Linked DNA regions of Mus musculus: all the other regions are linked to region 1. The links are chromatin contacts, called in public ChIA-PET, HiCAR-type and HiChIP or PLAC-seq maps. All regions are on one chromosome and are shown on one strand. Each heading gives the region's core, a stretch centred on a gene start, on an enhancer-like site or on the middle of the called end of the contact. The rest is flanking DNA. Distances are from core to core; before and after follow the strand shown. Region 1 holds the start of Csrp1 (cysteine and glycine-rich protein 1). Region 2 holds the start of Inava (innate immunity activator). Region 3 holds the start of Timm17a (translocase of inner mitochondrial membrane 17a). Region 4 holds the start of Shisa4 (shisa family member 4). Region 5 holds the start of Rnpep (arginyl aminopeptidase (aminopeptidase B)). Region 6 holds the start of Elf3 (E74-like factor 3). Region 7 holds the start of Kif21b (kinesin family member 21B).

Region 1 (3,402 bases), core at 316-2,815:
CCCTTCAGTTTCTCTCCTACAATCTCCCAAATCCCTCGGCATTTGAGCCTTGGGCATGGCTCTCCTCTCTACCTCCTCAGGCCAACACCACACCCTCTGCAGGATAAACTTACTTCCCTGACAGACCGTCCCACCCCGGATATCCTTGCCAAGGCAAAGGGTCTCTCTGTGCAGTGACAAGCTGGATTCTCCAATGAGGCTTAGGCAGTGCCCAGACCAGCCTCTCCCCAACACAGAGGCCTGGCTTCCTAAGCAGAGGCCTGGTGAGAGGATCAGAAGGCAGGGAGGAAGCCCTAGGGCCCAGTCCTGAAGGAAATCCCCAACCTAGCTCAGAGACAACTGTACTAACAGCCCCAGTCCTCTGAGCTTCTGCAGGATGCCAGGGTGTGTGTGTGTGTGTGTGTGTGTGTGTGTGTGTGTGTGTGTGTGTGTGTGTGTAATATGTGCTCCAAAAAGTACTGGCCCAGAAGAAAACTGAGCTGTGTCACTTGTTCGAGGTCATCCGTGTATTAAGTGTCAAATCTGAGTCAAAACTCAGTCTGCTTGCCTTTCAGAAACCCTGTCACCAAGATTCCAGAGTCTCATGATAAATGTCCCACCAAAGGCAAGTGAACCGCTTGCATGCAGTGATGGTGTCCCATTACAGTGTCCTGTCAAGGTGGGGAGGCCCGTCCATTCATGCACCACAGGAGGTAAGAAGTGGGTGGGACAAGTGGGTGGGATGGTCCTGACATCAAGTACTTGCTCCCAGTCTAGACCCTTGCTCTGACGGATCACAGCAGCACATGCAGAATAGACCCAGACCTGTGCCACTTGGATGAAACACCTGTCAGATAGATAACAGCTTGTTGGCTGACACTGCAACTCGCTCTCAGGCCCTTTCTACTCCCCTGCTGGCTCTTTGAGATCTCAGTAGTCCTCACCTGCCACCAAGACTTTCTTTTCCATCTGGTTCTTTCAGGAAAAAAGAAAACTCATACCTGCACTCTGGGGCTACCAAGCCAGATGCACACACACACACACACACACACACACACACACACACACACACTCGCGGGCACTTTCTCTCAGGAAAAGAGAGAGAGGAAAGGGGTGGCACGGATGTCCTCATCCCTCAGCTTTACAATGAGTGTCAGTGGCCCACAGAATCGCTGATTGTTCTGTAGGACCTGCAGGCGGTGGGGGGCAGGGTCACCCTGGGTCTAGAGCACGCGAAAGTCAGCTGCCCTGGAAGCCCCGGGATGGGGAGGGACCCAGAGTTTTCAGGAAAGGGAAACACTGCCGAGCTAACTCTAGCCACTTCCCACCACCTCCCTCTTGGGATCACTCTTCCTACAAACTTTTCTTGCAAGCGACAGGGCTGCGACAGGACCGGAAAAACCAATAGGCGCAGGGTGCGACCCAGGCGCTCCGGCAGTTGCGGGGACCCGAGGCGGACCACCCGGGGTAACACTCACCTGGCAGCTGCTGGGAGGCGCACGGGCGACAGCTCTCAGGGAAGCGGTGACTGGCTGCGCCGGAGTGCGCGCCGTTTTGTTTCCCCCTCCGGAAGGCGTTTCCCGCGCCACGCCAACCAGTAGGCTTTGCACACTGCACCACAACAGGGCTGATGTCACGGAGAAGCTGTCCCCTCCCCCATCCAAAACCTAGGGTCGGGAGCCCGGGCGTGGCTGCCGCCCCAGCCGTGACTTCTCTTTGCACCCTATGGCGATCTCTGGGGGCAAATCTTTACACAGAGGTGAGGGATGGGGTTAAGAGGTTCCTGGTCTGCCATGTGGGAAAGCGGAGACCTAACTGTGAGATCAGACTAAAGATAAACTTGGGCCCCCTAGGGAAGAGAGTGAAGGTCCTTAAATTTTCGGGTTCCGATGGCACAATGTTAAGGGGACTAACTTGCACTCCAGAATAAGACAAGCAAGGCCCCACTTCCTGTGACTTACTTCTGCCAGACAGCTGGCTTTAGGTTCATCAGTAAAAGGGCTATGTGCCACCGAGATGTGATGGGGGATGAGATACTATAACACCCGGGAGCACTTAGCCTAGCTGCCCTCCTCCAGGGGCTCTTGTCCCTCTGCTTTCCCCATCTCCCTGCCACCCACAAGAGATCATTCTACCGCTCCTGAGTGGATCTTCCTCTGGGCTAACCTACAGAATGACAAACACAGTCTCAAGCCACTGAAAACTGCCTCTGGGGTGATTAACAATATGTGTTACTGGGCCCACCTGCTCCCAGTCCGCAGAGCAGCCTGTCCAGAAATCCAATCCTAGAGGTGAACTGATGCCCCTGGGACTTAAAACGGAAGGCCCACTTTCTTTCTTTCCTTCTTTTTAATTTATTCCATGTATGTGGATACATTGTCGCTGTCTTTAGACACACCAGAAGAGGGCATCTGGAAGAGCAGTCTGTGCTCTTAACCACTGAGCCATGTCTCCAGCCCAGCCCATTTTCACTATGGGTACAAACAGCTCCAAGCAAGAAGCACAACACTTTCCTTGGGACCTAACGAAGTGAAGAATCTGCAAGGAAAACTATGTTCCTAGTAACAGGGGCTATGGGTGGGAGTGTTAGAGCCTCAAAGGAGGCCCTCTTCTATTTCATAGGATAATTACTGTTATTTGTTGTGTTCTGTAAAGTTGTTTTTGTTTTTATTTTGTTTGAGACAGAGGCTCACTGTGTATCCCTGGCTGGCCTGGAACTCACTATGTAGACCAGAATGGCCTTGAACTCAGAGTTTTCCCTGTGACGTTAAGATTAAAAGAGCTAGTTCCCACCATCATTATTCTTTACTATTACAAGATCAAAAGGACTTGAGGACTGCCGTCATCACTGCAGGTTGGATCATTATTATCATTGCTGGCTGAATTACATTATTCTCACCAAGCACAGGCAGTGTCAGGAACTAAGCCACACTCAAATTGCAGCATGATGTCACATGCTGTGTGGATTTGCCTGTTTGGACCTCTCCTGCCTGCCACACTTTTCGCAGAGGAGATGCGTGCTATGTTCATTGGGGAACAGTCACATGTGTTAGGCGGCCATCTCAAAAGTATCTCTAGGTACAGCTTGCTATCTCCTTCACTCTTCCAGGGCTCAGACCCTCGTGGGCTTCCTTTAAAGCCCTGGGGCTTGATTCTGTGGCACTAGACTTGCAATCCCAGCTCTTCTGGAAGCTGAGACAAGAACACAAGCTCAAGACCTGCCTGAGCTACAGAGCTATTGAAAGGCCAGTCTGTGGACTTAGCGAAGCCTTGACTCAAAACAAAAAGGGCCAGTGAATTGGCTCAGCAAGTAAGGGAGCTTGCTGTGCAAAACCCACAGGAGAAGGAATGAGCCAACTCCCAAAAGTGACCTCCGCTCACACAGCTGGCTTGTGAATGCCTACCTAACCAACTGCTAACACC
Region 2 (3,172 bases), core at 132-2,631, 510 kb before region 1:
CCAACTGAAATCAAATAGCTTCTAGTGGTCCGTATGGACAGGTACTAAGAAGAAGGTATTTGCTAGATCAATAGCTGCATACCAGGTACCAGAAAATATCTGAATTTGCTCAAGCAAGTACACTGTCTGGTACAGCCGCTGCAGTTGGAGTTGCTAACTGATTTGGTTTCCAATAGTCAACTGTCATTCTCCACAGCCCATCTGTCTTATGCACTGGCCAGATGGGAGAATTAATGGGAGATGCAGTGGGAGCCACCACCCCTGCCTCTTTCAAGTCCTTGATGGTGGCACTGATTTCTAGAGTTCCTCCAGAGATACGATACTGTTTTTGATTCACTATTTTCTTAGGCAGAGGCAACTCTAAAGGCTTCCATTTCAGCTTTTCAAATCATAACAGCCCTCACTCCACAGGTCAGGGAACCCATGTGAGAATTTTGCCAACTTCTAAGTATTGTGTATCTATCCCAATTATACATTTCTGGAACTGGGGAAATGACCACAGGATGAGTTTGGGGACCTACTGTGAGTTGGACATCAGCCAAATCTTCATTAATCACCTGTCCTCCATAAGCCCCTACTTTAACTGGAGGGCCACAGTGTTTCTTGGGATCAGTGTCAATTCAGAACCAGTATACAATAGACTCAGAAAAGTCTGATTGTTCTTTCTTCCAGTGCACAAGTTACTCTTGTAACTGTCTTGTAACTTCCCCTCCCCACCTCTATCTTAAATCCCCTACAGCTCGTAGGTCCTGCTGTGTTCCCTTGCCAAGATGTCTTGTACATCCTGCCTGTCAAAGGTTCCTCTTTAGAGAGCACACTCCTCTGGCCAGGCTTTGGGGACCCTCAGCCTGGTTCAACCTCCACTATCCGTTGGTTTTTGGTCTTCAAACGTATACCAGCTTGATCTGGACTTAAGAACCCTCCTAGTAAAGGAGTCTGAACTTTGAACTGCCATGCTTGGCCCTGGCAAGGACAGTACCAATGTAAACAGAACCAACGGAAAAAGGGGAAAGCGCGAGTTTGAATGAATGGATGGTTTCGTGGGCTCGTCGCAAGCAGCAGGAGGCGCTGCCCAGGAGTGTGTGCCTTGCCGCCAAAGCCGGAGTTCTGCCCGCTGCCCCCAAAAGGGACAGGGCTGGGAACTACGGAGGGGAGGCGACCAGGGTTCGATCGCGCCGCAGTCCCGGCCGCCAGAAAGGATAGGCGAGGAGGGGGAGGGGCGTGCCGTCTCCTTTCATTCTTCCACGCTTGGGTCTCCGGAATGAAAACTGCCCCCAGCCGGGCCAGAGAGAGGGGATGAAAGGCGGCCCCTAGGACCTCTAGTCGAGCCTCGCCCCGCCCAGATTTCAGAAACCGGCCTTGTAGGGGGTGTCACACCACGAGGCTGCGTGAATGCGGGAGACAGGGAGCAGCGTCGCCCCTCGCGCTGTTGCTGCCGCAGGATGCACACTTGGGCTGGCATTGCCCCAACCCAACGTGAGGCCCCGCCCCGTCTCTGGGTTCAGAATCTCGAATCCCTTCTAGCATCTTCCCCTCTCTTCACTGGGCCTTTGGTATGCCCCAGGGGACAGATGTCTTGGGATCTTTAACATTTGGGATGCTGCAAATGCCGAAGTTAAATGAAATACCTCCGGGGAGGGGAGGCCCGGGGGAGCCTTGGGGAGAGGGAAGATGGGCGGGACCAACAGGTCCTGAAGCTGCGCGACCGGCGCGGGGGGCGCGGGGGCAGGCGCGAGGCGCCAGAGCTCGGTGGGACAGGTAAGGCGGAAACTTAGTGAACGGAGCGCGGGAGAACTGGGGGGGGGGGGGGGGGGAAATCGAGCTCCTGAACCTCGGTCTTCATCCTCTGCAGAGGCAGTCTTGCAGGGAAAGGGGGTAATTTTACCAAGGGGTCGAGCATTCCCGAATTTCTACCCCAAAGCTGTTTCCAACGGCCAACCTTTCTCCTTCGACTCACTCCCCCGGCCGGTGGCTCTCCTGGCCAGGTTCCGAGAAGGCAGAAAGCAGGCAAACAAAAGGAGCCGGAGTCCCAGGCCGGCCTAGAAGGAGAGGGCGCGGTGGGGGAGGGGCTGGGGGGGACAGGACAAAGGGGCTTTTTACAGAGAGCCTTAGAGGTTTGATTTCAGGGTGCATCTTCTGTTACCCCTAGTTCTCCACCCTGGCTTAGTTGAGGTGAATACCTTTCCTAGTGGCCAGAGAGGAGTGGAGAAAGAAAACAGATATTCTTCCACCCCTCCTGCCCAGAGAGTCCCCGACTATTTCCCGAGCTCCGCGGCTGGTCATTGATTTGTTAATGCACTAAGTAATTGTGGGAATGCTGGTGGTTGTGCTTTGCTGGGTGCTGTTGGGGTGATGTGGTCAGGTTGAAGGACTTGGTTTTAAAAACTTTGACTCCTAAAGTATCACAGAAACTTCGGGGGCAGCGGAGAGAGCGGAGTATGTTTGGTTACAGGTCTGTGAAAGAGTTTGGACACGAAAGGTTTTGAAGAGATGGCTGTCGTGGAAAGGGCTTGTCTTCCACCTAGATGGGATTCCGGTGCTAGAAAATCTCACTTCCTCGCCTGTCCTCGTAGCCAGTGGCTCTGGGACCTGGGATCAGGGAAAATGGGTGCTGAGTTCCAAGTTAGTTTTAAGCTTCCTCTGGAGAGTGCCCACCTATCCCTTGATGGTGTCTTCCGATAACATCCATCTTGGCAGGAGGACTGTTAGTTAGGTCAGCCTAATTCCAAACCCTAGATTCTAGTGGATTGGGGGGATGCCGAGTTTGGACTTGGTTCAGTGCAAGCAGGTTGGTCTGTAAATCTATTGCTGAGCAACGGATTGATGCCCATCTTCAATGGAAGGCACTGCCAGTGCTGAGTTTCTGCAAAACGAGAGGAAAAAAAAAAGAAGAAGAAGAAAAAAGCTTCATTGCACAGCCTCCTGCAGGAGGCCCGGAGGGTAAGCCTTCCTCCCTGGTAGGTGGGCATCGAAGAGTGAGGAAGCTGCTGATTGGCTCCGGGGCTTGCCTCTTTGCAGGTTGCCTATTTCTTGGGGTGGGCTGTGTGTGTGTGTGTGTGTGTGTGTGTGTATTGGGGGGGTGTTATGTTCTGCTAGAGGGGTTTGGGTTTGTGATATCAGTGACCTGGCTTCTGCTCAAGACTGTTCTTGAAAAGCTGGTTTTCAAGCGCTG
Region 3 (3,388 bases), core at 733-3,232, 420 kb after region 1:
CTCTTTTTTCTATTTTCTTTTTTTTTCTTTTGCCCAGGATGGCCTGGACCATGCTCTGTAAGTGGGGATGAGTTTGAACGTGAGATCCTCGTCTCCCCATCTCTGCTGGGATTACAGGTGTGTACCGCACCCAGCTTCAGTTCAAAATTTTAGAGACATTTTGTTGCTAGTCTGTAGCTAGAAACATTTTGTTGCTATTCTGTAGCTCTATGGCTGGTTGACTCTTATTTCCAAAAATCTGAGCGGGGCAGTGGTGGTGCACGCCTTTAATCCCAGCACTTGGGAGGCAGAGGCAGGCAGATTTTTGAGTTCAAGGCCAGACTGGTCTACAGAGTAAGTTCCAGGACAGCAAGGGCTACACAGAGAAACCCTGTCTCGAAACACCCCCCCACCCAAAAAAAAGTCTGGAAAATATGTCATTTGTCACTGCAGTCTATTACTTATTACATTGGCTTTCCTATTAAATAAGTACCTATATTTAAAAAAATAATTAAAACATGAGTATTTTGTCTGAATTATCTGTGTATCATAAGTGGGCCTGGTGTCTGCAGAGGCCAGCAGAGGGTGTTAGATCCCCTGAAACTGGAGTAACAGACAATTGTGAGTTGCCATTTGTGCTGGGAATTGAACCCCAGTCCTCTAGAACAGTCAGGCTCTTGATTGCTATGCCATCTGTCTAGCCTCAAATATCTAGCTTTGTTTTGTTGTTGTTGTTGTTTTTTTTTTTGAGACAGGGTTTCTCTGTGTAGCCTTGGCTGTCCTGGAACTCACTCTGTAGACCAGGCTGGCCTCGAACTCAGAAATTTGCCTGCCTCTGCCTCCCAAGTGCTGGGAATAAAGGCGTCCGCCACCACGCCCGGCGTTGTTGTTGTTTTAAGGTGGAATGGAACAAGAACTCCCTTTATAGCTGGCAGTGACTGTGTTTTCCTGATAAGGCTGGTGAAACTTCATACTTTTAGCTTTTTCTTCTTTAACAAGGGAAGTCTGGAGTATCTCAGGATGGCTTTGAACTCTAAATGCAACTGAGGATATAACACTGAACTTCAATATGTGCCACCATAACCGTGTGTGTGTGTGTGTGTGTGTGTGTGTGTGTGTGTGTGTGTGTGTGTATGATGCTGGGGATCTGACTTACCAACTTAAGTATGACTATAGCCCTATTTTCAGTCTCTTTTCTCTGGGCTAAACATATCTCATGCTTTCTGGGTTATCCTTTGTGGGGAGGCATGGAAGAGGATCTGGCACCAACGACCCCCAAAATCAATGGTCTCAAATTGGCCATGGCTCCTGAAATGGTCCAATTGTCTCTATAAGATGAACACTTATTTTCGGGCTGCTAAATTGGCTCAGTGGGTAAAGTACTCGCTGTCAGCCCTGACAATTCCAGTTCTGTAGACTCTCCTTAGACCTCCATGCACCCACCAGATCCCGTACATACATCAATTAATAAAAATAATCTTTATTTTAAAAGTTATCTATTACATTCCAGACATTATGACTATATAGATCTGCTCTAAAAGAGCTACATATATTTATTAAAGATTCACTGTTCACGGCAAATTAAGTAGCACTATTAATAAATACCTGACAGCAAAAGCACTTTTTAAAAAATAGCGGCTGGATAGTGGTGACACACACCTTTAATCCAGCACTCGGGAGGCACAGGCTGGCTGATCTGAGTTTGAAGCCAGACTGGGCTACATAAGCGAGTTCCAGGGCAGAGAAACTCTGTCTCGAAAAAAAGGGCAATCAATGTTTATCCCAGGCCACGGGGCTGATCTGAACTCTGTCACTCAGTACTCCGAACCCCCGAACCTCCACGCCCTGGCCGGGGAGCCTCCACGCTCCGGGTCTACAAGGAGTCCGATTGCCATTGGCTGCGGCAGGAAGAGATGCTCCAATCCCCGTCCAGTAGCACGCCTCCGCCTGGGATCACTTCCGTCGCGGGGATCAATTTCCGCCCAGCGTGCCGTAGACTCTCGCGCGGGTTGGAGCCAAGATGGAGGAATACGCGAGAGAGCCGTGGTGAGTTGCCGCCGCCGCCCTTGTCCCTTAATTACCTCCTCCATCCGCCGTGGTCGGAGTCTGAGGTGCAAGCGGAGCTCCGCGCGGCTCGGCGCCGAGATCTGGGCAGCTGTGGGTAGTGTGGATGAGCGTGACAAAGGTGGCTTTTTAGCGCAGTGTGCCAGGACCCCAGCACCCCTGTGACCTTGTGGTGCATTGGGAGGAGGTCCGGTGCTGGGCTTGGTGGAGCTTTGGAACCTCCTCCCTATGGCAGGTGCTGTCGACTTTGTGCGGGGACAATAATGATCCCTTCTGCCTGCTGAGGCGACCTTGAACACGTCCCTAAGCCTCGCTCTGCTCAGTTTCTGCCTCGACGAAGGGAATGTAGATCTCCGAGTGCCATACCCGAGGCCTTATGCCTATGAGGACTAAGTGTCCCCACGATGAAGCATTTCAAATGAGTAGACCACAAATTTCACCCAACATCCAAGGGGGCTGGATGAGCTCCTTGTAGGCTGAAGCGGCCTTTCCTATGTGGAATTCCCGAAGAAAAAAGATATATCAGTATGTGGAAAATAGGAAGAGATGAGCTGCGTGTGTTCTCTGAAAAGCCATGAATAGACATAAATTCATTAAGTGTTTATTAAGTAAGGGCTGTATGCTTGGCTCAAGGTGTAAACAAGAGTAAATCAGGCATAGCTGTTTGCAGTAAATTAATGTAATAGCTGTCGAGTCTCAACAGTTGTTTGAATAAAGCCTCAGGTGTCACAAGCTAATAGATCTTGGTATTCTGGGTTTTTGTTTGTAATGAGCGTCAGGGTATTATCCTCAAATAGTGTGTCTGCCCAGGATTTTAAATTATTATTTGGTGGCACTCCCAAAAGTATGCTTCAGCCTTCTGTCCTCAGAGGAGGTTATCTCCATGTGTTGGGGTTGGATATGCAGGGTTTAGCTGGACTGTATAAATTGGTACTAGATGCCGTATAATGACACAGATTAGCAGGAGGGGTAATTTTGATACATTTGAGTTTTCCCCAGGTCAGGTGGCACAGGCCTCATGAGGTAGAAGCAGGAGAGCCAGCAAGTTTAAGGACAGCCTGGGCTCCATAGCAAGTTCTAGGGCAGCTGGGGTTAGACCTTGTGTCAGACATATTTTCATCAGAGTGCACTGTGCATGCTGGTAATCTCAGCACTTAGGTTCTAGGCTAGCCCAGGATACATAGCAAGGCCATGTCTTGATGTTTGATAAGTTACTGGACATTCCTTTTTTTTCTTGGTGTGTTCTGAGGCCAGCGCTGTCTGAAACAGTAGATGGTTTAATCATTGTCATAATACTTCTTTGTTGCTTTCTCGGAGTGCTTTAGGATCTATAAATAGAGTGGAC
Region 4 (3,690 bases), core at 447-2,946, 350 kb after region 1:
AGTTTAGCTCCAGAGCATCAGACACCCTCAAGGGCACCAGGCATGCGTGTAGTACACATGCACACATGCAGGCAAATACTCAGACACATAAAAAATATTTTCTTAAGTGTCCATGGCAGGAGACTAAGGTAGCCATTACTCTGCCTCAGCTGATCGGTAGTCCTGGTCAGGGAACTGCATGCAGGTGGAGCATGACTACTCCACATTCTGTAACTACCTGTCTGTCTGGCAGCAGTGAACGAATGCTTAGGGACTTTTGCTTCCTCTTTAGCTGTCAGAGTATTGAAAGAATGGACTCCAAGAAATGGACCCCAGGAACTTTCCGCTGGGTGAGGAATTGGTGAAGGCCCAGGGGCATACAGAAAAGGCACATATCTCCTGGTGAAAGACTTTACAGTTTGTCAGTAACCTTGCAGGAGCAACTAGGAGCCAAGGCAGTAATGGGCAGGGGAATCACATCTTGCCTGGACCACTTAGTCAAATATCTTACTCTCTATTTAAGCTTTGCCCTTACTTGAGATGGACTAGGATCTTTGTGCCGAGACCCCTCTTGGGGTTAGAAGCACCCTTTCACACAAGGGTTGCCCAAGACCATCAGAAAACAGATATTTACATTACATTCATAACAGTAGCAAAATTACAATTATGAAGTAGCAATGAAAATAATATTATGGTTGGGAGTCACCACAGTTTGAGGAACTGTGTCAAAGGGTTGCCACAGTAGGAAGGCTGAGACCCACAGGACTAGGGCATGGAAAGGAATCACTAGATCTCCATGACCCTCTTTCCAGTGTGGCCATATTGAATACATTTCACTATTAATTTGGTTATTTTAATTGTCTATTGAGGGTAATTGTCTAAACCTGGCTCGTTGGAGCCCCAGGCTCTGACGCTGAGTCCTGCATCAACTCCACACGAGTTGGTAAAGGTACATTGACTTTCTTCTTTGAGACTTTCCACCTGTAACTAACTGTTGACCCTGATAGCTTATGTAGTATTTTTTGCAGGCTTGCTCCATGAAGAAAAAGAGTTTCCACTGTAAAGTGTTTAACTGGCTGTGTCTCAAGTGGCGGCGGCCACCCCTACCGGTGAGGAGTGAGGCTATAGTTGGAGCTGTCCATTCAGAGGGAGAAGGGGCCATCTCAGGAGCCAGTGCAGCTGCCAGGGCCCAGGCCCTGTGGGCACCGATGGGGACAAAGCTTCTCTGAACTTCCTCTCAATGGATGCCTGTTTCTAGGAATGGGGGCAGGGTGACGCTGCCCCATCCTCCCCCTGCAGGACGTCCAAGACTGGACACCAGAGCAGAGGAGGTCCCACACAAGGGAAGGTGCGGCCCTGCCCCTCCAGAGTTGGCCCATGAGCTGTTCATTAGGAGGTGGCACCAGGATCAGTGTTTCTGGGGTCTGGGATAATGATTGGTCTCAGGAGAGAGGCGGGCACAGGGTACTGCCAGGCCTCCCTGACCGCAGTGACCAGCTGTTGGCTGTGCCCTTAAGGGCTCAGACTAAAGGAGTCACCACACTGTTGTGGACAGAGAGAGCAGGGCTGTGTCTTGGGGTGAGGGGTACCAGGCCGGTGCTGAGGCTGGGTGGGCGTCGCTGGTGGGCAGACCCCTGGGCGGGGCCCTGGCAGGGTTACTGCAGGCGGGGCGTTAGTCCCGCCCCAAGAAGGCGGGAGAGGAGCCAGAGCCTGGCCGCGGGCTGGGCGGTGCTGCAGCTCCCGCCGGCCGGCTTCGTCCAGCTTTGTCCTGCGGCCCCTTTTCCAGGCCGTCCTGGCCGCGCCCAGCCCCCTCTCGCCATGCCGCCCGCGGGGCCCCGCGGGACCGCGCCGCTCGCAGCCGTCGTCCTGCTGGTGCTTGGGGCTCCTCTGGGTAAGGGATGGAGAGCGACACGAGATGGGTGGGGTGGGGCGAGATCAGGGAGAGGTGAAAGGGACCAGCCATGTCCTCAGAGGCTATCTTCCGGGTGTCCATGCCCCCCAGATGCTTGCGGTTGTTCCCGGAGCAGGAAAGAAAGGGCGCTGAGAGGTCAGGCAGCGGGAACCTGACCCCCAGGCGCGGGGTTCAGCTTCAGGGAGAAAGGGGCTTCTAGGACTTCTAGCTTAGGGTAGAAACAAAAGTGAGCTTTCAGCTTGTCAAGGCAGTGAGATTGAGGGTGGCTAGAACTGAATTGGACTGGTGTCCACTGGGCACCTCCACCCCTGCCCGCAGCGCTGGCGAGTGAGGACTGCTTGTGGTATCTGGACCGGAATGGCTCCTGGCATCCGGGATTTGACTGCGAGTTCTTCACCTTCTGCTGCGGGACCTGCTACCAGCGGTACTGCTGCAGGGACCTGACCTTACTCATCACCGAGAGACAGCAGAAACACTGCCTGGCCTTCAGGTGGGCTGCGGACTCCCACTCCACCCCCTCTCCGGAGGCCTCCTGCTGGCTCCAGTGCCCACCTCCACATTCTTAACTGCAGGAGTCACCAGGACTCCAAATGGTGACAGAGCTGGGTGGTTGGTGTTAGTTACCATGGGCTTGCCTGGGCTGTTTCCAGGGGCTTTCTGGATCCTGACAGGTCCTGGGAGGGAGTGTGCTGAGTTAACACTAACATTCAAACAGCAGAGTGCCTTGGTAGACGCTCTGGTGAGAGGGCAGGAAGACTTGGGTTTTGTTTCCAGGCTGGTGCACTGTGATCCAGCTAAGGCGCTTGCCCTCTATAGAGTACCGCTACCTTTTAAAATAATATGGAAGTTGCTAGCCCGGCCTGGTGGCTCGCACCTGTAATCCCAGCACTCAGAAGGCTGAGGCGGGAAGATCATCACTAAAGAGTTCCAGACCAGCCTGGGCTACAAAGTGAGACTATCTCAAAAACGATAACACCACCAAATAAATAAATAAATAAATAAATAAACAAACAAATAAGAAAAGAAAAGAAAAGAAAAGAAAAGAAAAGAAAAGAAAAGAAAAGAAAAGAAAAGAAACAGTTGCCAAAATTAAAAGTTTTGCTAATCCTTCCCCCATCCAGCCCAGGGCTAAGGGTAGGCCCTCAAACAGGCCAACATGCTACTTTAAGCTACACTCCCAGCCCCCAAATTAGTGGTTTCAAACTTTTTAAAGGGAGCTGCAAACACATAAAACTGATATAAGGGGATTGCAAGCTCTTGTAAGATTTGATGATAATGGCCCTTCATTATTTCAAAGGCTCCATTGAGGCCAACATACTTTAAACCTAACCAATATAAAAGCAGTGGTAGGTGGGCACACTACAAATCCCAGCATGCCTCATGCCAGCTACCCAGACAGCATGGCCTCCTGGGAAGTAGAGGTCTCTTAGAGCTACTTAACAAGGTGGGCAGAATTAATCCCACAGGGAACCCCAAGACATAGCATGCTGTGGCTCCCTGCTGGCCAAGAGTTGGAGTCAGCTCCGTGAGGAGTTCCTCTTATGAATGTTGGAAGGTGAGAGGACCTGTTTTTTGTCTAAAGTCCCAAGACCATAGCAGGCATCGCCTCTGCTGTAATCCTCTTTGTTGCTGTGGTTGCCACCACCATCTGCTGCTTCCTCTGTTCCTGTTGTTACCTATACCGAAGGCGCCAGCAGCTCCAGAGCACGTTTGAAGGTACGCACAGAGTCAGGCAAGATGAGTCTGAAACGGGCTGGATTGACTGCTGTGATGGGCACCAAAGGGACGAAGGACTGGTG
Region 5 (3,497 bases), core at 234-2,733, 450 kb after region 1:
ATTGAACTCAGGACCTCTGGAAGAGCAGTCAGTGCTCTTAACCACTGAGCCACCTCTCCAGCCCATAGTCCCTATTTCTATAACCTCGAGAACCTTGTCACATTCTGAGCTACCTAAATTGTATGACCTTCTTTCTTCTTTAAGACTGAAAAGTGCCGGGTGTGGTGGCATACACCTTTAATCCTAGCACTCGGGAGGCAGAGGCAGGCAAATTTCTGAGTTCCAGGCCAGCCTGGTCTACAAAGTGAGTTCCAGGACAGCCAGGGCTATACAGAGAAACCCTGTCTCCACAAACCAAAAAAAAAAAAAAAAAAAAAAAAAAAAAGACTGAAAAGTTTCAATCCCTAGGAAATGGCTACACTTAATCTCTTCATTTGTTGCCTCTGCAAGGCACTGTCACAGAAGAGAAACAAAATGTAGCGCTGTGTCCAGCTCAAACTGAGCCACACAAGGAAAATACAAAGAACATGCAATGGGCGACTAAGCATTTCCATGCGTGCAGGGATGAGGGTGTAGCTCAAAGGCAGAGTGCTTGTTTAGGGTACTTAAGGCCCTACATTTGATCTCCAGCATTGATAAACAAATATTATCTAGGAAGGGTGTAATCCCATAACTCCTCAAGCTGATGTAGGATGGCTATTTTGAGACTACCTTGGGCTACATAGTAACACAATAATTTTTTTTAAAGTTGCATGATTTCAATAGCTAGGGAGTTTAACTAGTCTTAATGAACTCATTTAAAAATCTAACTTGAGGGTAGAGAGATGGCCCAGCGGTTGAGAGTCCTTGGCTGCTCTTGTAGAGGACCTGGTTTGGTTCCCAGCATCCAATGACAACTTACAAGGTCTGTAACTCCAGTTCCAGGGGGTCCGACTCTATCTGCAGGCACTAGGCATACGTGCGGGCAGAACACCCATCCATATTTTTTCAAAAGAAAAAATTAAAAATAGAAACAACTAAATTTAAGTTGAGTGGGAACATATAGATATATAACAACCACAAAACGTCTCTGGTCCTGACACAAAAGCGTTAAAGATCTGTGTGCCTGGGGTTGCGGGGGTTTGTGTGTGTGTGTGTGTGTGTGTGTGTGTGTGTGTGTGTGTGTGGCTATTTACTAAGCACGCTAGACATCTTCCTTGACGGAAGAACAGCATTACAACTCCTGTTTTACAATTCATTCAAGATGTCACACATGTCCTAATGACTGGCCTAGTGGAGAGAGTGAGTGAAATTTCAAACCCAGAGCCTTTCAATCCAGGTTCTGGTCCCCTGCATCTTGCAGACTGCTTAGAAGATGGGGAATCCTCAAGGGTGACCTGGAACTAGGGTGACCCACCACACCACCTACTTCGGTCTCAGGGTAGCACAGGAACCTGTGTGAAGCAGGAAGAGGGGTTGTGTGCCACAAGGGAGGGGACAGCCCCAGGGGGTTAGGGGCTGTGGCCGCCCGAATTCCTCGGAGGGCGGGGCGCATGGTGGCGCGTCGCCTCGAGGCGGAGCCTGCCAAGACCCGAGGAGCGACCGACCTTCCTGGCGGGTGAGCAACCGCTCAGGAGCCATGGAGAGCGGCGGACCAGGCAACTACAGCGCGGCCGCCCGGCGGCCACTGCACTCGGCCCAAGCCGTGGACGTGGCCTCGGCCTCCAGCTTCCGCGCCTTCGAGATCCTGCACCTGCACCTGGACCTGCGGGCCGAGTTCGGGCCTCCGGGCCCGGGTCCGGGAAGCCGCGGATTGAGCGGCACGGCGACGCTGGAGCTGCGTTGTTTGCTTCCCGAGGGCGCCTCGGAGCTGCGGCTCGACTCGCACAGCTGCTTGGAGGTGACGGCGGCGACGCTGCGACGGGGACAGCCGGGAGACCAGCAGGCGCCGGCAGAGCCCGTGCCTTTCCACACACAGCCCTTCTCGCACTATGGCCAGGCCCTGTGCGTGGCCTTCCGGCAGCCCTGCGGTGCCGCCGATCGCTTCGAGCTGGAGCTCACCTACCGCGTCGGGGAGGGACCCGGGGTGAGTGCGCGCGGGGCGCCCGGGCCACCGGCCTCTCTCAGCCCCCTTGGCCAGCCTGCTGCTCCTAAGCAGCCCAGAGATGGAGAGCAGGAAATCTGGCTCTGCTTCCGCAGCTTCCGCGGGAGATCCCCGTGCCCCTACTCTCTTCCCCAGAAGCCGGCTTTGGATTCCTGCCCCGTGCTCCCCATTCCTGGGCTCGAACCTCTCCAGCCGGTGCTTTGTTCCTCCTACCCGTCCTTCCTTCCTGCCTTCCTGGTCTCTGTCGGGATTATTTGCCTTAGATTGCCCTGCCTCACCTCTGACACACACGTGCTGGACCGACTTGTCCGCTAGCCTCTGTCTTTTCAGGATGAGAAACTTGCTTCGCAAACTTTGCTTTTTGTTTTGTTTTATAATTCTCCTTGCTGGAGCCTGGACAGTGTTGGTTAATTAGCTGGATGCTGACAGGGTCCTTTCATGTGCTAGCAAGCCCTTTTGGTTGCACAGGTTAAAACAGCCCGAGAAGCATTTTTACTTCCTCCTTTGAAATCCTGCTATTGACTTAAAAGAATCCGAGCAAAAATGGGAATGTGTAATTAGAGTACTCTAGACTTTATAATAATTCAGCCTTCTCAATAACGGTTGGCTCTTAAGTCTTAAGGTTTTCAGAGTTGGATGAATATTGGAAGTTTAGGTAACTATTCATAGCGGACATTTGTAAGAGTGACAGCCTTAGGCTGGGTTACAAGGTTCACCAAAGCTGTTGGCAGACTATTGGAGCTTGCTTATCCAGCTAACAGTTCCCCTTTACTGACCCAAAGAGCACTTGACTTCCTCCTTTGATTGGAGGAATAAGCGAGCCTTGCGATAGAACTTGTTGGGAAACTGAAAGCACCATGGTTTAACCTAGCACCAAAAGCAAAGCCAAGTTCCCGTCGGTGCCTGGGCGGAAGCTGGACATTGGGAAATATCTTTGGTTCCTCTGCTATATTTTGAGTCCTAATTTTCAGTGGGAGCTAGAAATTAAACAGGATTGGAAAATTAAACCCTCCCTAAATTTGCATACTCTAAAGTTGTCAAAGTTAACAACAGAATCTATTTTGAGTTTGTAATCCTCCTGCCTCAGCTTCCTGGGTGCTGGGACTCCTGGCAGTGTGCCATCATGCCTGGCCCGTATCAGGTGCCTAGGTTTAGACGTTCACCGGATGTTGTCAAACATTTAGACAAGTGCCTTGCACATCTTAGGAAACCCTGCTCATTATCCTTCCACTATCTTTTGTTTGTTTGTTTGAGACAGGGTTTCTCTGTATAGCCCTGGCTGTCCTGGAACTCACTTTGTAGACCAGGCTGGCCTCGAGCTCAGAAATTCGCCTGCCTCTGCCTCCCAAGAGCTGGGATTAAAGACGTGCGCCACCACCGCCCGGCTCTTCCACTATCTTTAAGTTATAGAGCAGAATCAATTATTGTCCTTCAAAACATCATGGCTGAGGCCTCTCTCTGCTTTCCAAAGGGT
Region 6 (3,469 bases), core at 789-3,288, 470 kb after region 1:
CTGGAATTCTCACTTACTATATCCCTTTAAAAATTCCCTGAGTGGGATGGTTGTAGCCAGAGGGAAAAGGCACCAACAACTGCTTGTCACTTTCCAAATTTGGTAGCCTGAACAAACCACTTATCAAGACAACAACTATATATCATTTCTTTTCTTCTCTCTCTCTCTCTCTCTCTCTCTCTCTCTCACTCTCTCTCTCTCTCTCTCTTTTGAAAGAGTCTCACTACTATGTAGCCCTTGATAACCTAGAACTCACTATGTAGTCCAGGCTTGGCCTTCAGCTCGCAGAGGTCCACTTGCCTTGGGAGTTGAGAGATTAAAGGGATGCATCTCCACATGTGTCCAACAGTGCTTTTTAAAAATATTTTTAAAACCATGCTTACAGCCAGGCATAGTGGGCGTGCCTTTAATCCCAGTACTGGGGAGGCAGAGGTAGGTAGAGTTCTGAGTTGGAGGCTAGCCACATAGTAAGTCCCAGGATAGCTAGAACTATGTAAAGACCATGTCTCAAAAAAGATGCAAACATGTGTGTGTGTATATGTGTGTGTGTGTGTGTATATCTTGTTTGTTTAGTGTGTATGTGTGTGTACACTTGCACATAAAGGTCAGAGTACCACATTACAGGAGTCAGTTTTCTCCTTTTATCATGTATGGATGGAACACGGGTCCATCCATAGCATCCTTAGCAGCAGGTATCCTTATCCACTGAGCTATCTCAGCAGCCCCACATTGCTTATTGGATGTTTTTGGATGAGGATAGTTATATTAAAAAGGTTTCTGGTGTTGGTCTGGGTAGTTACCCTTTAACCCATCTCTAGAGCCTGTCTCTTGAGTTTGAGGCCAGCCTGGTATATGTAGCTAGACAAAGTTTCAAAAATGAACAGAATCCTGGGACTAGAACCCATTTGTAGAATGCTTGCATAAGAAGCTCTGGGTTCAATTTCCTGCATCTCCAGAGGGATTTTGTTCTGTAGTTTTAGTTTTTCAAGACAGAGTTTCTCTGTGTAGCCCTGGCTGTCCTGGAACTCACTCTGTAGACAAGGCTGGCCTCGAACTCAGAAATCCTTCTACCTCTACTTCAGGAGTGCTGGGATTAAAGATGTGCGCTGCCCTCCTCCACCCCAATTTGTTTTTGTTTTTTAAGGGCCCCGGTAAACAGTAAATTAACATGTGCATCCTGTTTGTCTTTGTAATGACTCAAATGTTGGGCTTCTGACCACTAGAGGGCAGCAGGCAGATACTAATGGAGTGGGCGGAGAGAAGGGTAATCAGGAGCAGACCAGACTCGCGGATAAACCAAACAGCACCGCCAGCCGACCCTAGGCGAGGAGAGCGCCACAGGCACCAAGGGAAGACTTGAAGTAGTGTCTGATCTCTACCGCTTCAGCAACCATCGCGTTTGGGTGGGCTCCAGACAGGCAAAGTGCCAGCAAATGGTCTCTGTAGCTGACTAGACAGACTATCAGACCCAAACCACCACTGGACCGTGAATGTTGCCCAGTGTGTTGCCTAGCCGCTTTCAGAATCCCAGCTTCTGGGTGTTGTGGAGGAAACCCCTTAGCCTCGGTAACTTTCACCAGGCCCTTCTTGTCTCTAGACCTCTAGACAGTTGGAAGCATCAGTCTTGACCCAGCCACCGGTTCAGATTCCTTGCCTTGCTTTCTCCTCCCCAGTTCAGCCCTGGCCAGGCCCCCAGGAAGAATTTCCAGGGCCAGAGGGCAGCCTAAGGCACAGATGCCCACCCCTGCAATGTTCCCGCCACCTGCCCAGTTCAGTACCCAGGGCCCAACCCCAGAGGGTGCGGAATGACAGATTCTGACAATCATTAAACCAGCCAGGCCTGATTTCCCAGCACCGCCTGCTAGGATCTGGGCCAAGTGGCACGGAATATGCAAATCACCTGGGACAGGGAGCCCAGTCTGAAGGCCAGGAAATCCCCAGCATCCAATGAGCCACCAGCTCAGGTTACAACCGGGGACGTACGCCGAAGACCTGGAGGGGAGGAGCTCCTGCTTTGCTCTATTTAGAGCGGGTGGGGGCAGCGCCCTGGCCACACTCATCACTGCTACCTGCGGAGCCTTCGACCGCTTAGATTTCTTCCCTTCCTGTGGCCTCAGAAGCCTGCTCACCCGCCTGCCACACCGAACCCTGACACACCTCGGTACGGTCACATTCCCTAACTCTGGCTTCAGGAACCGTCCAGTGGATTTACAGTTCTGAACTTAATCACTCAGGCTTGGAGGTTCCTAGCTGGAGTGTTGGGGCTACTGTGGGTGTATTCTGGGACTGGTCAGAGACCAGATCGGTGTCTTGGAGGGACAGGGTGGCTTCTTTGGTTCAGGAGCCCACGTGATTTGTGGAGAGAGCCCCAGAAGAATTTGTATCATGGTCCCACCCGCTTTGAGATTATTTTTATTTTTCGGAGCCGAATTTCCCAGTTTGGCGCCAGCTGGCCTGACCCTTCTAGGCTCAAGAGAGCATCCAACCTCAGCTTCCCCAAGTAGCTGGCTCTTGGTGGTGATGGTGGTGGTGGTGGTGGTGGTGGTGGTGGTGGTGGTGGTGTGTGTGTGTTTGTGTGTGTGTGGTGGAGGGGGGGGGTGTTGAAGAGAGAATGTCTACAGCAACACTGAACTTCCTGCCTCTCGGCTGTTGCTGCCCAGGCTTTGCCAGACAGAAATGGAAGTGTACCCTGACCTGTACCCTCCCCACCTTGTCTCCTCTTCCCAGGGGCCCTCATGGCTGCCACCTGTGAGATCAGCAACGTTTTTAGTAACTACTTCAACGCCATGTACAGCTCAGAAGACCCCACCCTGGCTCCTGCTCCTCCGACTACCTTTGGCACTGAAGACTTGGTGTTGACCCTGAACAACCAACAGATGACACTGGAAGGTCCAGGTGAGTGCTGTGTAAAATCTTTACAGACAGGACACCAATGATCTGAGAGGCTCTTAGATGATAAATGGACAGGGAGGAAGGGTATCCTGGAGTTAGTGGCTGGGGAGGATTTATTCATTCATATGTTTGTGTAGTACTGGGGAAAGAACCCAAACAAGACCTTATTTATGCTAGACTGTGTTCCTAGTCCCGAGAAGACTGTAGTGGCTGAGGTGGTGGGAATATAAGAACTGTGGTGACAGATTAAGGGAGGATGAACTTGAGAACTAGCCATGTTGTGATTGTGGATATGTATCTGTCCCTCTCCGCCCCTCCTCGGGTTGTGTAGGACCTCAGACAAGATCCCAAAGGGACAGGACTGATCCTCTGGCTGTACTCCACCTTGCAGAGAAGGCAAGCTGGACTAGCGAGCGGCCCCAGTTCTGGTCGAAGACCCAGGTTCTGGAGTGGATCAGCTACCAAGTGGAGAAGAACAAGTATGACGCCAGCTCCATCGACTTCTCCCGCTGCGACATGGACGGAGCCACCCTCTGCAGCTGTGCGCTGGAGGAGCTGCGGCTAGTCTTTGGACCTC
Region 7 (3,245 bases), core at 284-2,783, 400 kb before region 1:
CAGAGTTGGGGGGTGGGCATCTGCTCTGGGGCAGGAAGAGAGAACCTATCTCATCGATTTCTCTCATCTTGTCTATGAGCTTCTTCCCAGGATCCCTGGAATCTGGGTCATCTCTGACCCAGGGGATTTGAACACTTGTCTCAAGGACCTACCCTAGAATTTGACTGCTCCCCTCCCCCACTCTATAAGGCCAGAACCAGAGATGTATGTTCCTCAGTGCATCTGTGAGTTGGTGACCAGCTCACTCACATTGCTACTCTCCCACTATGTTCTTCTTAAAGAGAAGACCACAAAACACAGTCGGGAGAGCTGGTGGGAGGCATCTTCACTCTCTGCAAAGAACAGAGAGTTCAACTTTGTAGCATTTCCTGTCCCTGCACCTGTGTGCCCCTAGGAAAAGAACCCACTAAGTCCCGTCCTCTTTCCTCTTAATGTCTGCCAGATTACTTCTAATACCTACAGATATCGGGAATGGGAATCCAGATAAATCTAGGGGCCCTTCCCCCCTGCTCAGTTTCACCTTTGTGCCTGTGAATGTAGCATTAGGGTCCTGTCACCCCTTTCACCCCTTCTGGATTAGTCCCTCGGATACACCTTTTTCTTCCTCCCTAGCACCATCTCCTCTTGGGGCAGGACCAGCAGGGCTTTCTCCAAAAGCCATTGGCACCCCGTGGAAAGCCAAGGCACCATTCCAACCCTTTCATGGGTCCCACAACCGATCTTTGTCTGTTGTATCCGCTCCCAGGATGGTGAGCTGGATCAAGAGCGTAGAACTGGCTAACTGGGGTAGATGGGGGGAGGGGGGATTCCCTCCTATACCCCAGAATGAGACAGCAGCCTCATGGGGAGGACAAGAGGAAACACACAGACGCTCCGGCCTGGGCCAAAGCTGGGTGTGAAATACCGGATTTCCTTGTTTATTCGATTTTCTGATCATTAAGTGCTCCCAAGAGGGGCCAGAAATTACCACCCAAACAAAGCCACCTTCCATCAGTCCGCTGGGCCGCCGCTCCCCTGCGGCAGCCGGGCCAGCGCGCGTCGGCCCCTCCTCCTGGACTGCAGACTCCAGCTCGAGCGGTGCCCGCGCCCCCCGCCCGAGAACACGCGAGACAAAGCTCGAACCCCTCCTCGCACGCCCCTTCCCCGCCATCGACCCTTACCTGACGGCCACTTTGACGCAGCAGTCGCCCTGGCCAGCCATGGTCCTCCGGCACCAGGGTCTGGGCGCGGATCAGGGGCGGGGGTCCGGGGGCCACTGCTCCAGGCAGCGGCTGCGGCTGCAGAAGGCGGAGGCAGGGACCCTGCTAGCGAAAGCGACCTCGTAGGCTGGAGGTGACATGCTCGCAGGAGGCGGCAGAGGGGCTCAGCCGCGGCCGGCCCCACGGGGCTGGTCCCATGCGTCTCCTCCAGCCATCGCGCGGAGGTGCTGAGCTCGTTGACAGCGGGCAGTGAGACCCGCAGCTCCCTACAGCGCGGCACACGCGCGCGCACACACCTCCCACCCGGACCGCCACCTCCCGCCGCAGCGCGAACAAAGGGGGCGGGGGCCGAGCCACCTCAGGACCCACCCCCAGCCCCTCAGAGCCGCGCAGGGCCCCGCCCCTCCCAGAGGCCGCCAATAGAAGGCCCCAACGAGCAGCAGAGGCGGGACTTGAGCCTTTAAAGAGACCTCTTGGCTCCCGTCCATCGGGTGGCTGGGAGGGGCGGGGTAGGATTGGAGGGCTTGGGAGTGAAAGCGGGAGTGGCATGATGGACTCGTCCCTGGGAAGTTGACCATTCGGGAACCACGGCCCTCGAAGTCATGGTACCTCAGTCTCAGTGGGATCTTCCTTTCCTAAATGAGGAACGGGACTCAAAGAGGAACACCCCAAGGTCATACAGCGAGTCTGTGGCTAGGCATGGGTAAGAACCTGGTCTCTGGGCTGGGCGGTGTGCTGCACCTCAAAGCATCTCATAGAGATGAGCAATTTGCAATTTGAAAGAGTCAGCGAAGTGTCCCTTCTGCATTTATTTCGGTAAATCCGCCAACCTTTATTGAAGGGGATTCTTGTTGATGTGGAAGTAAATTTCCCCACCTCCACTCTGCAACATCTTTAAGCTCATAGTTTGCTTTGATGGCTGACTGGCTCAGGTTCTCCTCACTAAACCAGGGTCCCACTAACCTTTATGACCCACAGGGCCTGGTTCACACTCTTTGTGACAGTGGGGGGGGGGGGCGGGTTGTGTGTGGGGGAGTCGATGTGGGAGGCCAGATCTGCCTGGGAAGTAGTAGGAACAAAGAAGCACTTGACTCCAGATACCTGGGAGAAGCTAGAAGGCAAAGGAGGCCAGCGCTGCCATCAGAAATGTATATAAAGGATTAGCCCAGGAGACTTTTCAACACAGGGCTATGAGAAAGGAGACCAGTAATGTGAAGTCAAGTCCCATTCCAGTTCACCCCTGCACCCTCCCAGCCCCACTCTTCTCCCTGCCCCCCAACAACCAACATTAGGACCATTCACAGGGCCCCTCACCAGCTGCCCTCCCTTCCCAGGCTTCACCCAGCTCCTTCCTCTGGAAAAGGCCCAAGAGGAGGACCCAGCTGCAGCTCAAGATGTGGATGGAGACCTCTGGGGGAGGGGAGGCAGGGGAGTCTGGCTCCAAGCTTCTTGCATCAGCCTCAGATGATGAAACCCTGTGAGACGTCTTGGCTGGGATGTACGTTAGGGTCCTGAGGATCCACTTCTTGGTGCCATCATTCCCCACTCCCCACCCCCATCTGTGACTGCTCCACTCGGGAACCCAGGTGCCTGTTTGGAATAGTTTTAAGGGAAAATGTGAAAGTTAGGTCAGCTCATTCTTCCTACCCTCGTAGCAAACAGGAGGAGAGCCAGAGCCCCAGAGAGGTAGTGGTGATGGTGGTGTGTAAGGGGTCCTGGTGGGATCCTATATATTTTATTAATATTAGCATCTGAAACCCAAAGCCAGTGAATCAAATTCCTTAGAGCAAGAGACAGTGTTGGGAAATTGGGACGCTGCTCCCTGTCTTCTAACAAAAGGAGGATGTGGAGAGCTGAGCGGTGCTTACACGGGGAGGTACTTGGTGCTTTTGTTCTTGTTTGTTCTCCTAACCTTATGAGCCAGGTTCTAGCCTTCTCCCCTACCCCCAATTTTGCAAGTGGGGAAATAGTCTCATAAGCAACACACAGAAGATCTGGACTTCTGCAAGTGGTTCTAGGCGTCCCGATTCCTCTAAGGGATTCCTC

The links. ChIA-PET counts read pairs in DNA pulled down with a chosen protein or histone mark. HiCAR-type assays count read pairs that join an accessible place to other places. HiChIP or PLAC-seq counts read pairs in DNA pulled down with a chosen protein or histone mark.
Region 2: a contact with region 1 is called in an HNF4G HiChIP or PLAC-seq map of pancreatic cancer cells. The contact joins the promoter of Inava here to the promoter of Csrp1 in region 1. A contact is called at or near these places in 2 of 115 datasets of contacts at active chromatin or transcription factors (extraembryonic endoderm stem cells and pancreatic cancer cells).
Region 3: a contact with region 1 is called in an RNA polymerase II ChIA-PET map of memory CD8 T cells, with 8 read pairs. The contact joins the promoter of Timm17a here to the promoter of Csrp1 in region 1. A contact is called at or near these places in 3 of 115 datasets of contacts at active chromatin or transcription factors (embryonic stem cells, memory CD8 T cells and pancreatic cancer cells).
Region 4: a contact with region 1 is called in a HiCAR-type map of astrocytes, with 5 times the contacts expected there. The contact joins the promoter of Shisa4 here to the promoter of Csrp1 in region 1. A contact is called at or near these places in 6 of 39 promoter capture datasets (the 3T3-L1 cell line, embryonic stem cells, liver and 1 more), 4 of 115 datasets of contacts at active chromatin or transcription factors (astrocytes, embryonic stem cells and pancreatic cancer cells) and 2 of 9 other capture datasets (adipose tissue and liver).
Region 5: an RNA polymerase II ChIA-PET map of memory CD8 T cells shows a contact between it and region 1, with 5 read pairs. The contact joins the promoter of Rnpep here to the promoter of Csrp1 in region 1. A contact is called at or near these places in 2 of 115 datasets of contacts at active chromatin or transcription factors (memory CD8 T cells and pancreatic cancer cells) and 1 of 9 other capture datasets (adipose tissue).
Region 6: a contact with region 1 is called in an HNF4G HiChIP or PLAC-seq map of pancreatic cancer cells. The contact joins the promoter of Elf3 here to the promoter of Csrp1 in region 1. A contact is called at or near these places in 2 of 115 datasets of contacts at active chromatin or transcription factors (embryonic stem cells and pancreatic cancer cells).
Region 7: a FOXA1 HiChIP or PLAC-seq map of pancreatic cancer cells shows a contact between it and region 1. The contact joins the promoter of Kif21b here to the promoter of Csrp1 in region 1. A contact is called at or near these places in 1 of 39 promoter capture datasets (pre-B cells) and 2 of 115 datasets of contacts at active chromatin or transcription factors (memory CD8 T cells and pancreatic cancer cells).

The regions. Positions count from the first base shown.
Region 1 is chr1:135,727,330-135,730,731 of GRCm38.p6, reverse strand. It overlaps Csrp1 (cysteine and glycine-rich protein 1), which reads right to left and starts at 1,565. Exons shown (of 6, transcript NM_007791.6): 1 at 1,458-1,565.
Region 2 is chr1:136,232,489-136,235,660 of GRCm38.p6, reverse strand. It overlaps Inava (innate immunity activator), which reads left to right and starts at 1,381. Exons shown (of 10, transcript NM_028872.3): 1 at 1,381-1,758. The coding sequence starts at 1,556. It also overlaps the pseudogene Gm3878.
Region 3 is chr1:135,312,331-135,315,718 of GRCm38.p6, reverse strand. Timm17a (translocase of inner mitochondrial membrane 17a) reads left to right here and starts at 1,982. Exons shown (of 6, transcript NM_011590.2): 1 at 1,982-2,025. The coding sequence starts at 2,000.
Region 4 is chr1:135,373,069-135,376,758 of GRCm38.p6, reverse strand. It overlaps Shisa4 (shisa family member 4), which reads left to right and starts at 1,696. Exons shown (of 5, transcript NM_175259.4): 1 at 1,696-1,870; 2 at 2,210-2,381; 3 at 3,474-3,607. The coding sequence starts at 1,798.
Region 5 is chr1:135,282,070-135,285,566 of GRCm38.p6, reverse strand. Rnpep (arginyl aminopeptidase (aminopeptidase B)) reads left to right here and starts at 1,483. Exons shown (of 11, transcript NM_145417.3): 1 at 1,483-2,005. The coding sequence starts at 1,559.
Region 6 is chr1:135,257,041-135,260,509 of GRCm38.p6, reverse strand. It overlaps Elf3 (E74-like factor 3), which reads left to right and starts at 2,038. Exons shown (of 9, transcript NM_007921.3): 1 at 2,038-2,161; 2 at 2,728-2,895; 3 at 3,284-3,469. The coding sequence starts at 2,736.
Region 7 is chr1:136,129,678-136,132,922 of GRCm38.p6, reverse strand. Kif21b (kinesin family member 21B) reads right to left here and starts at 1,533. Exons shown (of 35, transcript NM_001039472.2): 1 at 1,161-1,533. The coding sequence starts at 1,201. Gm15850 (predicted gene 15850) reads left to right here and starts at 1,740. Exons shown (of 3, transcript NR_046170.1): 1 at 1,740-1,902.